2 separate regions of the Gossypium hirsutum genome follow, and region 2 is linked to region 1. The links are chromatin contacts, called in public Hi-C maps. All regions are on one chromosome and are shown on one strand. The core of a region is the stretch at or near the end of the contact, and the rest is flanking DNA. Distances in the headings are between cores, read along the strand shown. Region 1 holds the start of LOC107896745 (callose synthase 5). Region 2 holds the start of LOC107896742 (ras-related protein RABC1).

Region 1 (2,700 bases), core at 200-2,699:
TTATTTAATCAATTCGTAGTTTTTTTTCTAAACCGAACCGATCATATAAATAAAAAAAATTAATTAAAATTAAATATATAATATCCGGTATCCGATCAAATGGAAATAGAAAGAATTTGAAGAAAAAAGAGGGAAGACATCTGTACTTCAAAAAAATACTAATCTTCCTTTAAAAAAAGGGAATACTAATCTTTGCGTAATTTGAGAAGTCAAAATTAATTTAAGAAACTTTTATTCAGTTTTAAATTATTAAAAAAAAAGTTATTTGTCAATAGACCTTTTAAATTCTGAAAGAGATTAGAGAATTATTATACATCTCATTAAGATATATTTAAGATATTAATAAGATCATCTATCAAAAAAATCCAACAACCTGTAAATTTTAGCAAACCACGCTAAGACCTATAGAGATAAAATCCAAGCACACAAGACATTATCCAAAATATTACGCAAAACAAACAACCAAGGCAGATAAACTCAAGTTTATACGTGATTGAGTAGGTTACATTATCGCTCCTTTTTTTAGTTTTTTTTCCCCCTTTTTTTTCTGGCAAATCACAGGTATTATTATTATTTTAATAATTTTCTCTTACGATAAAACAGAACCAAATTATAGAAGAAATGCAATAAATTTACTCTCTCTAATCTTTGCCGCAAACCAGTCTTGAACTGCCTCACTCCACGTCCGGTGGAGTTGGGATCCAACCTATCTGCTTTATCAAAAGCATAGAGACGACCTGTTTTATTTCGCCATGAATTTTTTTATGTAAAAAAGTAAGAAAAGTTTGATTTAGAAAACTTAACGCATGAAAATGAAAATAATGAAATAACAGAAAAGAAAGTTTTGAGACGTACAAAGATACGCGACACGGGGACGTTCAGGTTCGATCTCTTTGGCAATGCGGAGGATGGGAGTGATGGAAGAACTAAGTGACGAAGGAACGACCTCGTTGTCGAACACCTCCGTGGAGAACGTTGTGGTCGAAGCGCTCCGCGACGGCCGCCTTGTCAGCCCTTGCGGTCCCGTTTCGGCATTCGCCATCACGTACTACCGACCGAGTTAACTCGCTAGCTTGAAACAAAGCCTTCTCAACTCTCTGCTACACAAAAATCCTACAGAAAACAGAAAAGAAAGATATATATGACTAAATGTAGCGTAGAGATGCAGAGTCAGAGAGCAGATAACATCTCTCCCATGAGTCAAGTAGAAATCAATAATCAGGTTTAGGTTAGGGTTTCAAAAATTACCTGCTCTCTCGGAAACTTGAAGACGAGTGAGGGCTTGAGCCAGGGACGGGAGGAGGAGGAGAGTATATCACTGTTACGAAACTCAGAGAAAATGAATCGGAAAGGAGATATTGTGAGGGAAAGAGTGGAAAAGAAACAAAGAAATTGAGAGAGAAAGTTGATAAAAAAATGAATATTGACAGAATGTCATTAACGGAATGCAATGCAAGAATCGGCTATGTACCTCTTTTATATATCATCTGAATTCTCGGCTCCCCGAAAACAACTAACTATGATATCAAATTACGAATATAACACTGACTCTTTCTTTCATTTTCTTTTCCTTTTTGTTTACCCTTTTTCACCATTATAAGTGGGGCCGGGTGAGAGCCTGGTTTGGCAAAGGGAGTCGAGAAGAAAAACTTTGGTAAAAAGACATCTCCAGTCCCTCCCAATTTTGAATTGAGCAAATTAGTCCCTCTCAAAAAATTGGAGCAATTTAATCCCTGCCAATTTTGAAATTGAGCAATCAAGGAGAATTAATCATGGCGGAAATTTCTTTCATCGTATATGATTTTAATTGGTACAATAACAATTTTAGCCCTCAATGCTTACAAATTTTATTAATTTGATTTTGATTCTAAAAATTCAACAAATCTAGCCTTAACATTTTCATATTTACAGAAATATTGGGGCTAAATTTGTTAAATCATGACCAAATTGATAAAATGTATAAATTATGAGAACTAAATTTGTTATTATACTAGTCAAATTTATGTAAAATCGACAAAAAACGTTAACATTATAATTAATTGTCCTTAGCTGTTCACTTTTAAAATTGATAGGGATTAAATTCCTCTAATTTTTTTTTGAAATAAACTAATTTTCTTAATATTAAAATTAAAAGAAACTGTAGAAATTTTTTACCAAATACTTTTGATATAGTATGCTTTATTTGGATATAACATTATTTTAATACAAGTTAAATTTATATAAATTTAGAAATTATTACTTAAATAGTTTTTGTATCTTAATTTTTCAATATTTTTTATTTATATTCATTTTTTATGTGATTTTATGTGTTTAATTTTTAATTCGTTTAATAATATATTTTTATTCCTAATTTTTAATTTGTTTAATAATATATTTTTATTCCTTATAAAGTAATATTTGAATTATTGAATTTAATTAAAATATAATATTTATTTTAATAATTTAAATGTTATAACAATAAAAAAAATATCTAACCATAATTAGAGAATGAACAAAATTATTAATTCTATTTAATTTCTTTTCATGATTTTTTCAGTTATTAATTGAATGAAAATATATAAATGTTAAATTTTAATGCAAAATTTAAACAATTTAAATATAATGAAGTGTGGCTTAAGATGAATACCAAATATAATTTCAAATGAGCCTATGATATAAAGGCAAAGGGTTTCTCTTGAAATGAAATCCAGTTGACATCAA
Region 2 (2,700 bases), core at 141-2,640, 210 kb after region 1:
TTATTAATTGATTCAAACTTGGTTTTTAGTACATTCTCTAGTTGAGGTGTTACTTTGTTTAATTGCTTATTGTATAAACAGAAATTGCTACTTGCCCCTAGACCTGATCAGGCCCGGCCGAAATGTAAGAGGTTTTGGACAAAAATATAGGCCTTAAAAAGGGCTTGGACAAAAAAAATAAGACTCGTTTAAAAAATGGGTCTGGCTTCAAGTAAGGCATTTTTGGCCCGAGCCCAACCCGAATCCACTAAAAGACAAAAAAATTTACTTTTTTTAAATATTATTTTCTTGTTGTTTTCTCTCTATTTTGCTACCTTAAAGACATTTGTTAATTTTGTTATTATTTTAGAGACATTTTCTTGTTAAGTTGCATCTATCTTAGTCTTATTTAAATATACATATTTTTAAAATTTATTTTTAATTTGTTAAAAAATATTTATTTTGATATTTTTAGTTTTTTGATATATTATATATATTTAAAATTATATAAAAATAATATAAAATTTAATATGGGAGAGTCCGACTGAGTTAGGCTCGAATTTTAACATTTTTATTTAGTTTAAACTTAAACAAAATTTTAAACCCTAAATTTTTAATTGACCTAACTCTAACCTCACTCGACCTGACTCCAACCATGCTCACCTCTACTTAGAGCTGATCATGGGCTGGGCCCCGGCCCGGCCCGAAGGCCCGCCTGAAAAATAGGAGGGTTTGGGTAAAAATATAGGCTCGAAAAATGGGCTTGGGCAAAAAAACGAGGCCCGTTTAGAAAACGGCTCGGGCCTCGGGTAAGAGTTTTTTGGCCCGGGCCTGGCCCGGCCCGACCCGAATTATATATTAATATATATTTTTTATTTTATTTTTAATTATTTTAAATTTTTAATATAACCATTTTTTATTATATTATTAATTAGTGTATTGTTTTAAGAATTGTTTTAGTATTATTTTTATTTGTTTTAATATTTGTTTTTATGTTTTTAAATATATTTGATTTATTATATTTTTAAATTTTTTTATTTAATGAAATAAAAAAAATTTAATATGGGCCGGGCCGAGCCAGGCTCGGGCTTAATAATTTTATTTCGGGCCGGACTTGGACAAAATTTTAGGCCTATATTTCAGGCCGAGCCGAGCCCGGGCCCAATATACAAGCCTAAAAATTTGTATGAGTCCGATTCAAACCTGGCTCGACCCAGCCCATCATCACCTCTACCTCGACCTTTACTTGCCCCAAAATGAAAATCTAAGATGAAATCAGAGATGTCCAATGATTTGTTCGTCTACTCAAAAAAAGTCAAAACATAAATCATCCGAGTTCACAGGACCCGACCCGGTTATTGCCAATTTTTTATTTTCTGGCGTTGGAATGGAAAGAGCCAAACCCACGCGCGCTACTATTCTTGTAATTCCTTACTTTGCCCTTTTGCATTTACAAGTTCTTTTTAAGTTTTAGTTTAAAAGTTTTATTTTTTATTTTTCTCAATTAACCCTGCTAATCAGAAATTCTGTCTCGCTCTCTCCTCCATTATTTCATTTTCTTCTCACCATTTTTCTTTTCCGAGAGGTAATCTCTTATTATATTTAATTTTGATGTATAAAATAAATTCTATAAATATGTATGATCAACCATGATCTAAACCTGTGTAAGGAGTTTTCTTTTCTCAATTAATAAATTCTTTGGGATACATGATAAGGATATTGTTAGATTCAACCTTTTATCTCGTTGAAATCCAAATCTATACATATGATTTTGCTTCCATGTTGTTTTTCAGGTTTAGATGCGTTGATCAGGTGAAAAAGAGAAAGAGGGCTGGATTTGGGAGATCCGATCGTAGAAATTTGGTGTTATTTGAAAGAAAGATAGTTCAATTGGTAAATTAATTGAAAAATGGAGTCGTCGAATCAAGCGGAGTTCGATTACTTGTTCAAGTTGCTGATGATAGGAGATTCAGGAGTTGGAAAGAGTAGTCTTCTTTTAAGTTTCACTTCCGATTCCTTTGAGGAACTCTCTCCCACTATTGGTCAGTATTCATTTTGAACTGTGCTCATCAACTTTTATTCCTTTTTATGTCTTATAATTTATAATGGCATTGTCTTGATCTCTGGAACATGAAGATATCTACGCTCCCTTTTGGATTTTCTTTTCAAGATCAAAAGGCGGCTTACCAAAAAAATTTTTTGAAGAAAAATTGAAAACATAACTTTCTTTTGGAGAAAATTGTACGAATTTACTTATGTATGGATGCCGTTGTTACTTGCGTTTTCCAGTTTAACCACTAGGAATTATCCAAATGCTTAAGAATAGAGTTTCCAAATCTTAAATTTTAACTCGATTGGATCTCAAATGTTGGATGTGCCAAATTAATTCTTGGTTTTATGATTCTGAGAAATGAGGTTTGCATTGTCTTTTTGTGGATAGTTTTGTTTTGTCTTTTGATAAAAAGAAAGGAAATATGATGAGTGAACAGAAAGACTGTAAATTGGGAATGAAAATTTTATTTTATTAGAAATCTAGAATGGATTGATGATCTTGCAATGTGGTCTTGGTTAAACTATTCTACTTCTGTAAAGCCTTCAGTGCATTCACATTAAACTGATTATAAGAATCATTAATCTGCTTACATATCTTTATGTCCTGATTTAGAACTCTACTTGTTTTGTTGTGTAGGTGTTGATTTTAAAGTGAAATATGTAAATGCC

The links. Hi-C and Micro-C count contacts between places; a contact is called where the count stands out from the background.
Region 2: a Hi-C map of leaf shows a contact between it and region 1, with 2.4 times the contacts expected there. The contact joins the promoter of LOC107896742 here to the promoter of LOC107896745 in region 1. A contact is called at or near these places in 7 of 34 Hi-C or Micro-C datasets (callus and leaf).

The regions. Positions count from the first base shown.
Region 1 is chrA10:91,824,468-91,827,167 of Gossypium_hirsutum_v2.1, forward strand. LOC107896745 (callose synthase 5) reads right to left here and starts at 1,450. Exons shown (of 43, transcript XM_041079018.1): 1 at 1,249-1,450; 2 at 856-1,113; 3 at 637-737. The coding sequence starts at 1,042.
Region 2 is chrA10:92,030,423-92,033,122 of Gossypium_hirsutum_v2.1, forward strand. It overlaps LOC107896742 (ras-related protein RABC1), which reads left to right and starts at 1,391. Exons shown (of 7, transcript XM_016822007.2): 1 at 1,391-1,564; 2 at 1,773-2,021; 3 at 2,669-2,700. The coding sequence starts at 1,889.